4 separate regions of the Zea mays genome follow, and regions 2, 3 and 4 are each linked to region 1. A link is a contact called in public Hi-C data. All regions are on one chromosome and are shown on one strand. Each heading gives the region's core, a stretch centred on a gene start, on an enhancer-like site or on the middle of the called end of the contact. The rest is flanking DNA. Distances are from core to core; before and after follow the strand shown.

Region 1 (2,700 bases), core at 60-2,559:
TCCCTGGCTCAACTGCATGTCCTGCATGGAGGAAGAACAGATGGTGACATCGATTCTAGGAGCATCTATTCATCCGTTGAATTCAAACAACGACACTTGATAGCTAGCATATAAAATCTCCAGAACAAATAATATATATAGATACAATCTTCTTCAGAAATGACAATATATTATATATGCCACACTACACGCAACAGCAGACAACGCAAGGCTCCAGGACGGATGGGATCCGTTGCATGGGGAATCAAAGGACAAAATGATCAGCTGGAAACAAGACTAGAAAAATTCACCAATCAGGGCCTTTTTGGTCCGTGCCGCGTTTCTTTAACTGGCGACGAGTATCCGCCGTCACATGGGGCACAAGAAGGGTGCCATGCTATTACAATCCTAATCATGCATGGAATCATGGATAAAAAACACTCCTAGCAAAAAAAGATCCCACCAATAATACGCCCATTGACTAGCTCGTTCCCAGTACATTAGTCAAGAGAAATTTTGCAGAGGTGAGTTACCTGAAAAGCAAGAAGAAGAAGAAGAAAAAGGACAGCACTTAGGTCTGACAGAATAAAATCTTGCAGAGGTGAGAAGAAAATGAGGTGCACATGCACGCACGAAAACGAGCAGCAGCTAGCACACAACGAGTCTTAATTAGGCAATTTAGCAACAGAGGAAAGGTGGACAGCGCTTCTTCCCAGCTGTGTGCTCTGCCGTGCATGGAGCACCCGTGACACAGAAGTAGCTGCAGAAAAGAGAGAAAGAAAGAAAGAAAAAAACTGCCTTGCTAAAGGTCACAGTCACTCACCATGGCAGCAATAGCATCAGCCCATGTCCTAATAATGTGAACTCCGATAGACACGTTTCACTTTCACTGGCTTGTGCCCGAAGAAACACACCAGGCCTGGGTGGTCTAATGTAACAGTTTCTTGCACAAAGGTCACGACAATTAAAATATCGGTGGAGGAGGCTACGGGGCTACCCCACCGGTTTTGGCACCAGACATAGATTCTTAGGAGATGATGAGACAGACGCCCACACATAGCCGGAAGCAAAACCAAGGGAAGGGCTAAACCTCCCTTGGCACAAGCCCTCAACCACCTCCACCACCACCTTTAAAAGAAGGTGCTAAAGGGCTGTCCTGCAGAGAAAAAGAGAGGAGTGCCCCCCACAAACCTTTCCTTGCATTCCACTGAAATCTTCCTATCTGCAACCATGCAGTTGCTCAATTCTGGCCTCAGCTGAAGCCCAACCATCCATTGTTATATAAGTCGCTGCAGCCTTTGCAATTTCCCACTCCTTCAGCCACCATCGGTCATTGAAGGAGCTTCGTGCCACCAGAGAAGGTGTTCGCCGTGCATAATCACAGACTATATACATTCCACAGACCTGTAAAGCTCTGTGAATTTGGAGCTCCCACAGGTTCTGCATTGGCGTTGAGATGGGGAGGCATTCTTGCTGCTACAAGCAAAAGTTGAGAAAGGGGCTCTGGTCCCCCGAGGAGGATGAGAAACTCATGAACCACATAACAAAGCATGGCCATGGCTGCTGGAGTTCTATTCCCAAACTCGCTGGTATGTACAACAATTTTTTTTCTTCCCTTTGGTCCTCAGTTATCAACTCTCAATTCTCCCCTTCTTCCTCTGCATTTTTCTCGTTCCAGTTGCCAACTGAAATCTCTCTCTCTCTCCTGTCTCTCAAATACCTCTTGGTCAGTTCAATTACCTAAATTCGAGAAGACAAATTGTTGCAGGGCTCCAAAGGTGCGGAAAGAGTTGTAGGCTGAGGTGGATAAACTATCTGAGGCCAGACCTCAAGAGAGGGGCATTCTCCCAAGACGAAGAAGACCTCATCATTGAGCTGCACGCTGTCCTTGGAAACAGGTAAATTTAAGCCTGAGAAATAGTATCAGAATTCAAGACTGCATACATGCAAAGCAGCAGTTGGTAATTTTAGCTGATATTAGCACTTCACTTTTCCATGAGAAGGTGGTCTCAAATTGCAGCTCAGCTGCCAGGGAGGACTGATAATGAGATCAAGAATCTATGGAACTCGTGCATCAAGAAGAAGCTCAGGCAGAAAGGCATTGATCCCAACACCCACAAGCCCCTTACTGAGGCTGATCGCAGCGGAGCAGCTCCCACCATCAGCACCGAGAGAACCTCAGGGTCCAGCGAAATCAACCCATCAAGCGCTGGTGCTCTGGGAAACTTGAGCCACCTCCTCAGCGAGACGGCTCAATCATCAATGCTGATGCCCGTGTATGACAAGAATCGCGCTGAAACTCCAAACTTGGCACGCCCTAAGGTGCCACCAAAGGAGTTGTTCCTGGAGCAGCTTACTGCTGGACACGAGAGTCCATCAACCTGCCGCTCATCAGGCCAAACTCTCTATTTCCCTTTCCAACAGCCTTTAGGCTACAACAGTGAGAGTGGCAGTGGCGATGGGGCGAATATGAATTCACTCTGGTTCAACCAGAGTGACTTCAACTGCAGCACAATTTCTACAGTGATGCCGCCAGCTTCACCATCGGCCCTCTCTACATCAATGGGGCTGAATCTTCCACCTGATAATTCTCGACATGGAGGAACTGGCATTGGAAGTACTGCAGTAGATTCATTCTACTGGGATGGTACTAATCCTAGCAGCAGTAGCAGTACTGGGAGCAGAGGAAGCAACAGTATGGGATTTGAACCACAGAGCACG
Region 2 (2,700 bases), core at 27-2,526, 590 kb before region 1:
ATAAAATAAAAAGGGAAAGAAAATTTTCTATTTATGATACACATAAATGTATTTTTATAGTTGTCTAACTTAGGAGTTTCAGATTTAGCTTCTGCATGATAAATCTAACAAGAAGGTGTTTTTTGGCGTGTCATGGATAGAATACAATTGTTTTAATGTATTTAACTTGCTTGTCATGACATGCTGTAATATTTGATGGCACCAACAAGCAAGGAATCATAGGAGAAGCAACAGCTCTAATCATAAAAATTCAAATAAAATTGGATATGGGGGGAAATCATTTGTACACTGGAGTCGGTTTTGACCTTCCAAATTAACATCTAGTTCCTCATGTATAGTAGTGTTAAAATCACATCTTATATACTCGGTTTTAGTTTTATTGAGTCTAAAACCTTTGGACTGTAGTCTCCCGCCATAACTCTAGTTTCATATTTACTCTGCACGGCTTTCATTAACTAGCACTATATCGTATGTAAAAAGCATATACCAAGAAATGACCTCATCCATTAGACCATTACCAAGACCAAAAAAAAAGGACTCAAAGCTGATCTTTGACGTAACCCTATTCTAATTAAGAAGTTATTTGTGTTTCTATCACTTGTTTGAACACTAGTCACAACATTGTTGTATGTGTCTTTAATGAGTCCAATCCAAAATCTATATAACATTTTTTTGGTATTTTGCCATAAGGCTTGTTCAAATCGATGAAAAGCGTGTGTCTCCCTATACTAATTCATCACTTAACTTATTAAAAAAAGGGTACATGGTAGACCTCCGGGACATAAAGCTAGATATCTGTCAGGTAACACTCCATAACCCTCTTGTATGTATGTCACAACGTAGTGGCAGTTCAATAATTCCCGATCGTCGATGCTTCCCAGAGTGCTCGCAATCGGATTGCTCCAGGAACGCCAATTTTCCGAATGCCTGCGTCCAACGAAGCCCCCATTTCGCGCGGTAAACTCACAATCGAACCCAATAATACGCTTCAATCGGTCGAGGGACACAGCAAGCCAAATAAATAACGCGTCCCATCTGAATTCGCTCCCCCTGACCCCAATTCCCGCCAGCGATTTGATGTCCAGCGAAACTAACCAACCGAGCGCCGCGAATGCAGCGCGGATCGGCGCGATTAAGAGGAGCAGTCGAAGCTTGCAAAGCAAGTAAGGGTAGGGGAAAGTTCATCTCCTGGGGATGGGGAATCCACACGTACCTCGTCGCCGTCGCTGTCACGGGAGGAGCAGGTGCGAGAGGGGAGGAGACGCGCCCGTTTCTGAGGACCCAGAATGGCAGGAAGAGAGAGATTTTGAATCTAATTTTGGGGTGGTCGTGTGTACTGGTACTGGCGTAGGAGGAGAAGATCCCGCCAGAAACGTGAGATGCACACGTAGAGGTCCACGCCCAACAAACGATTGTTTTCAAGGTACTCGTGTTCATCCTCTATATCATTCATTTACCGTCTCTTCTTAAAGATTCTCTCCTCCATATCTTCATCTTCAGTAACATCCTCTATATCTCACACTTTATACATAAATAACGATATTATAGATATATTTTACTTTTAATTTTTGTGCATACGTATTTATCACTCTCAAATGTACATATTTTAGTTTGACTAAATCTATTGTTTAAAGTATGAAAATGGATAGAGCAGAGGAGATAAAAACTCTATATATAGAGGATACAGCAGTATTCTCTAAATTTAGAGGACCGTTTAGAGAACGTTGTTGGGTACGTAGAGAACAACCATATCCTTTAAATTAAGAGTACAGAACCCTTTGGAGTTACTTGTTAGAGTTAATCTTATACATGTCTACATAGTGGTTGACAATTACCCGAGTCAAAGTATTATTTTCAGCCATAGTCGTAGTTGTATTAAAACCACATCAAGCCACAACGAATAAGTTATATACAGAGAGAGAGAGGTATAGCATGGTCATAAATCCTGACCGGTAGAACCGTGGAAGGTGTACTGGATGACTGAACACATTCGTTCTCGCTTTGCAAGTTCTCAATTGCATTAGGAGGCAGCTTTTTAGATTGATCATCGTCGAATTCCACAACAGCCAAAGCTATTTCTCAGTCGGCAAAATTAACTATTTGTCAATAGGAGGTGAAATGGCATACAAAATGCAATGCCAGCTACTTTGTCAGTGACGGATTTTCGCTAGTGAGAGTGATTCCCGCAGATCAGAGAGAACCCCGCCTCGGCGCCTCCCAACGACCTCGCCACCAGGGATTCAGAGCGATACCTCGCGAACCGCATTGCTGTGCTCAACCAGTCTTCTTTGTCAGTGTCCTGACGTGACACATCTGGTCACTGACACAGACGCGGCGGCGGCGGCGGTGTAGAGCCGAGAGCGTCGCGGTGGTCCGCAACGTGGGGACGCTGAGGCGGCGTTCGGCGTCGTGGAGGTGGTTGTCGTCGACGTCGGCCGCCGCGACGTCAGCGCCTCCGGCAGCCACGGCACCACCTCGCGCCTCCGCCACTTCGCCTCCCTACCCCTAGCCCGCGCCTACCTCAAGGCAAGCTATCCCGCCATTGCTCACCAGACCCCTAAACCCTAGTCCCCTGCCCTCCATTTGTTTGTGCAGGACGGGAGAGGGTGTGACATCTGCGGCATGGAGATCATCGACGATGCGTAGCCGGTTTCCGACAATGAGGTCGGTGGGTTTCTCGTTATTCAGTACGTGAAGTAA
Region 3 (2,700 bases), core at 125-2,624, 740 kb after region 1:
TCCCCCATGTCGAACTGCCAGTATCCCTTGCGGGAGACGGGGACGTAGGTGTGGTTCCCGCTGAAGTGCGCAGGGTCGACGCCGCCGAAGACGAGCTCGCCGCCGGCCGCCGCCGCGTCCGGGCTCCGGTTCAGCCAGAAGGAGAAGACGTCCTCCGCCAGCAGCTCCTGCTCCTGCATGCTCTGCCTGGCAACCTACATGTGATGGGCCGGCCGCCGCCCGCCGGCGGGTGCAAGAGCAATGAGATAGATACCTACCAGATCGGAGGAGCCTTGCCGACGGAGATCTCGGGGTATCCGAGACCGAGGATGCCGTCGAACTTGCCGATTATGAACGTTATGCTGCTTTCGCGCGTTGTCTCGATGAACTTCTGCAATGTGTGGGTTGGTTTAATTTGAGAGCGTCGGAGCAGAGATATGTGTCAACGACACTGAAGGCAGGCAGGAGGTGTTAGATTTTGACCTGGTTTTTGACGGTCAGGTCCCCGACCAGCACGTCGTCGTCGCTGAAGAACCCGGCGATCGAGCCGGAGCCGTAGGTGATCTTGCAGGTCTCGCCTGGACGAATTGAGCAAGAAAGAGATGCGCTTTGGACTATCCGAAAACCCAAGAAGAGGAGAAAGATGAGAAGACGGTGATGAGGCGTGGCCAGAAATGTATACCGTACCGTCCGCCTTGTACGTGCTAGACTTGGCCGACTTGTATCTGTGGTGCAGGTAGCAGGCAATCTGCATGCGCGCAGTCGAACAAAATATACAATAAATAAATTCAGTGGAAGGAGTGAAGGACTAGTAAGCGCCAGGCAGAGAGCCAGAGAGAGAGAAGGAAAAGCAAGCAAGGAAGGAAGGGAACCGGACCGAGAAGTAGCATCTGGAGGAGGGGACCCAGAGGTTGGAGCTGCCGGTGTCGAAGATGACGGTGAAGTTCTGCGGCGGCGTGCCGATGCCGACGACCCCGTAGTACTGGGTGTTGAGGTAGTCGACGAGAGGGACGTCGCCGCCGCCGGAGGCCCCGAGACGGCTTGCCTCCTGCTGCCTCGCGGCCTTGGCCGCCGCCAGCGCGCGCTGGTCGAGCCCGCCGCCGCGCCTGCTGAGCCCGACCCTCAGCAGGCCGCCGGCGCCGGCGCCAGCGCCGTGAGGGGACGCGTGCAGCAGCAGCGCGCACGACAGCGCCCACAGGCAGGCGGCTGCTGCCGGCAGCAGGAGGTGGCCGCGCCCGCGCCCCATGATCCTACAGGTAGCGCCCCATGAGCCGAGGCAGCAAGCGAGTCAACGGCAGGTAAGGCGGTTGGAGCAAGAAACTACTCACCTTGTTGTCTTGTTAGCGTGTTCTACCTTCTTTTTCTTCCGAACAAGTGCTGGAGAGCGGTTTGATGAGGAGGAAGAAGAGTGGCCAAGTGAGTGAGTCAAGGCGGAGAGGGGGAAAGAGGGCCTTGAGGCGTCTAGGCGACAAACACAAACACTGGGATTGGCATCGTCCACGTACTACTACGTCCAGTCCCCCTGTCCTGTGCCTGTCTTTCTTGAAGCTACTCACTCGGACGACCCGGCGGGCGCATTGATGCGTCGACGTACGAATGTGTCACCCGAGCGTGGGCCTGGCCCGTGCGTCAGTCCCCACAGCGGCGGAGGTAGGTTTGTGGGTGGTTCGTGATTGGGCGGGCGCGTGTTGCACACCCCGGAGGATATCTTTATATTACGAGGGACCCCCAAAAAATCTATTTCTTCCTATGCACGAGGCCGTACTAGAGGCAAGATTATTTCTTATGTCCCTACTCCCTAGTCCCTACCAGGGTTCACCAAACCGGTTGGGCTTTATGTATTGAGATGAGTTGAGTTGAAATTTAAACTAATTTACGCTACAATCTATCTTAACACACGTGGATTAAGGTCAATACTAGAGAACTCAAATAAAAGCCTTAATGGGTGAAAACCGACCGGGACCGATAGCCGGTTTATCGTGACAAACCGGTAAAAATCGGCCGAAATCAAAATCGTTTAGTTTTTTTAATTCAAAACAGTTCGAAACCGATAAATCGTCCGATAAGTCTGATTAATCGACTTCTGCCCTGATAAACCGGTGGCATATAAACGGAAACCGAGCCATGTGTAATTTTTTTGCAAATAAAGCACATTGAGGCCTCCTAATTTGAACAAAAGATCACCACCAAACATTATCAACAAGTCCAATAACAACATTTAGCAGTTCAAATACCTTACATGCCATCGTTTCATAGTTCACAACCAACATCGAAGATACAGATACATGTTTTATAGTTCACAGTTGCTCCTCCGTCGAAGATCGTTCCCACGGGAGCGCATTCCACTGATGTTATGCTTGTGCCATATTGTACTCCTCTGTTGATAGAAACATAATACCTTGATCACGCATCAATTGTGCCTTGTACTCTACCCAGGTCTGACTCGTCCACGCAGAAGTCGTACTCCACGGCTCCGCCAACAATTGGTAGTACTCAGTGTCCTCCCATTCATACACCCACCTCATTGGTTGTTGTGTCACCTCACCAACCGGATAATTGACATACGAAAGTAGGGGTGAAGACGAGCCTTGTCTTTCATTGCTAGAATCGGGGGTCCAATATGCTTGTTGTAGGCCTTGGTGTTCGATCCCTGTGTGAGTAGTCCTACGCTCCTCAGGTGCGCCGTTATCTTGGTCTTGTGTAGCGTATGCGTTCTAGGAC
Region 4 (2,700 bases), core at 47-2,546, 660 kb after region 1:
ACATAACCAATTGAACACATGCATTTTTATGTTTTTATTAAAATAAAGTCTATTCATAGTATAGTTTTAAGTATTTCATAGCAATTATGTGAAAAAAAATAGAGAACTCTCCTATGGTAGCCATCGATGGATTGACAAGCATTGACTTGTGAGCTAGCAGAGGCTATTCAACCCAAATGACTCAGATACATAAACCAATAAAAGCTAGTGCAGAACTATATATATATGCAGAGGCAGTTCAGATCTCCAGAAATAACATATATAAACCCTGGCATGTATCGGATGATGAGTACACATGCATGCATCTCTGACACCAAAGAGGAAACAGAAGATGATGGCCTCAAGATTAAGTAAACACATGCTAAATTAATGTTGGCACAGTCACTAAATCTCTCCAAGATAGCTCACACACGCACTCCGTGTGTCGCGCGCGCGTCTGTGGCAGCAGCGGGGATTCATCAGACGGCTGGAAACATGCTATACAAAACCAACTACTGTAAAAAAAAATAAAGGTTTCATGTGAAGGTCATCTATGGCGCGCGGTCACGAGGCGGCGGCGGCGGCGCAGGTCCTGGCCTTGTCGAGCATGGTCCACATGACCTGCACGTCCTCGTACGTGCACGCCATCACCTCGCCGTAGAGCTGCGACCTGTCCATCTCGCCGCTCTGCTCCATGGCTGTAGTAGCAGCAAAGTTCATCGATCGTAAGGGGAGGAGATTACTGATTATTGTCGACGGAGGTGCACTGCCATATATGAAACCCAACAGCAACGACCATATATTTAAGTAGCTAGCTAGTTGTTACCTGACGAAGAAGGAGAAGGAGATTGGTGGTGGTGGTGGTGGCGCGGCGTCTTCGTCTTGCCGTCGCGCTGTGGGTTGAGCATCTTCCTGAAGGGCGACGTGATGGTGCGCACCCAAGAACCCATGACGATGCAATCCGCTAGCTCTGCTTGCAGCGACGCGACGGATAGATGCTAATAAGATGTTCTTCTTCTTCTTCTTGGAGTCGCGCTGTGCGTATTTGGGATGAAATAGAGAAGTACACTGTGCTGTGGTAAAGAACAGGGTACTCTGAGCCCACATATATAATATGCCCCCATGGCTAGAGGAGAGAGAAAGCACGGAGAGGAGAAGAAAGAGTACGTTACGTTAGACGGAGGACGAAGGCGGGAGGCAAGATCCGGGAGACAAGAGTGGTGGTGGGGGTGCACGTTGATGTCGAGCCGAGAAATACATGTTTATTGACAAGCTCTTGGCGCGTCGTAAGTGGCGCCCCTCTCGGCCATGCATGCGGGGGCCGCCGGATCGTGGAGCTCCGGCGATCCGGCGGTCGGCGCTCCATGGGGTTGCTGGGGCCTGGGGCTAGATATGGAGCGTGACGCACATGCATGCTTCCTTCCCTTGATATAATGAGAAGGGACATGGGAGTGGAGTCGTCTCCCTCTGGATGGATGGCTACTTTATTAATTATAATTGTTACTATTCCGTCAAGTAAACCATTCGTGTACGTCGCCATAGACGTAGAGTATTGGTTTGAGATACGTACGTATAGTTAAATATGATGAATGCATAGGTTGACGATTTGACAAACGTATAGATCTATTGCTACAAAATCAAAGATATATATGATATTTACGTGGAACTCAACACATCGTTTGACTCAAACCTTATTAGAATATATCTGACTACTAGCTGAAAGGATTTTTATAGTCTATCCCTTAATCTATATGTTTTCATTATTAATATATGGTCCACTTTTTCTTTCTCATATGTTTTCTTTGATTCATGTTTCTAAGCTGGTTATAAGTTTACAGTTTGTTTCTTCTTCTCTTTTGCTCTCTTCTCTGTATCAGCGTCTTATTACATCTTATTATTATACTTGCTCTTAGGCTCTTAGGTCGTGTTTAGTAGAATATGTATTTAGTTCTTTAAAATATTGTTTTGTACAACTATAGTATTTTAAATTAAGAAGTAAGATAGAGGTGGAATAGGAACTGTCGTTTTTTTTTTCGGATTGAAGAAGGTAAACGGCAGGAGGACAACGAGACCATTTACTGTGTGGAAAAGGCAAAGTGCGAACAGAATAATCATGCAACGGTGGGGACAGGGCGCGCATGGCGGCACGTGCATGCTGGGTGGTGCACCGGCGGCCGGCGGCTCCATTTGTGGACCGATCGACGATGTTGCCTTGTGAACATTAAATTAATTTTAAAAGGGCAGAAGAATAATGATGAGGTCGCATATATGCAGGCCCACATGCAAATGCCCGGCAGAAGAATAAATTAATTCTTCATTATTTTTAGTTTAAATTTTGGTGTATTATTCATTCAGTTTTGGAATGACAAATCTAATTTCCCTTGGCATATTTACTATTCTATGCCCATTAAATGAATTACTAGATTACCTATATTTTAAAATTGTAAAATGATATATATATAGAATCTGGTCAAAACTTGACATATATTTATAAGCATGGCACATATTTTTATTGTTAAAGAATATACTATACTATTAATGGGTACGCTCATAATGTATCTATATGCTATGATTATAATTTACTTATAACATGATTTTTGTATCAACTATAAATCGATGGATAAACAAATTGATAAGAATTCGGAGTATTCGTTTTATATTGCATATGATAATATTCGTATTTATATCTGTATTTAAATTAAAATATGGTAAACAGTGATA

What was found. A called contact is a pair of places that touch in the nucleus more often than the background predicts.
Region 2: a contact with region 1 is called in a Hi-C map of ear, with 2.3 times the contacts expected there. The contact joins the promoter of LOC100280403 here to the promoter of LOC100193483 in region 1. A contact is called at or near these places in 2 of 25 Hi-C or Micro-C datasets (bundle sheath and ear).
Region 3: a Hi-C map of tassel shows a contact between it and region 1, with 2.4 times the contacts expected there. The contact joins the promoter of LOC100280169 here to the promoter of LOC100193483 in region 1. A contact is called at or near these places in 2 of 25 Hi-C or Micro-C datasets (ear and tassel).
Region 4: a Hi-C map of bundle sheath shows a contact between it and region 1, with 2.9 times the contacts expected there. The contact joins the promoter of LOC103641356 here to the promoter of LOC100193483 in region 1. A contact is called at or near these places in 3 of 25 Hi-C or Micro-C datasets (bundle sheath, ear and tassel).

Annotation. Positions count from the first base shown.
Region 1 is chr10:89,625,314-89,628,013 of Zm-B73-REFERENCE-NAM-5.0, reverse strand. It overlaps LOC100193483 (MYB transcription factor), which reads left to right and starts at 1,309. Exons shown (of 3, transcript NM_001138598.1): 1 at 1,309-1,568; 2 at 1,748-1,877; 3 at 1,983-2,700. The coding sequence starts at 1,436.
Region 2 is chr10:90,214,230-90,216,929 of Zm-B73-REFERENCE-NAM-5.0, reverse strand. It overlaps LOC100280403 (Phosphoglycerate mutase-like protein AT74H), which reads right to left and starts at 1,276. Exons shown (of 5, transcript NM_001153326.1): 1 at 1,214-1,276; 2 at 773-927. LOC103641370 (a long non-coding RNA gene) reads left to right here and starts at 1,945. Exons shown (of 3, transcript XR_560276.3): 1 at 1,945-2,664.
Region 3 is chr10:88,880,851-88,883,550 of Zm-B73-REFERENCE-NAM-5.0, reverse strand. LOC100280169 (Aspartic proteinase A1) reads right to left here and starts at 1,374. Exons shown (of 12, transcript NM_001360696.1): 1 at 1,308-1,374; 2 at 857-1,229; 3 at 667-727; 4 at 463-557; 5 at 258-370; 6 at 1-186. The coding sequence starts at 1,225.
Region 4 is chr10:88,963,972-88,966,671 of Zm-B73-REFERENCE-NAM-5.0, reverse strand. It overlaps LOC103641356, which reads right to left and starts at 1,296. Exons shown (of 3, transcript NM_001351686.1): 1 at 1,152-1,296; 2 at 806-1,052; 3 at 193-677. The coding sequence starts at 929. The coding sequence ends at 544.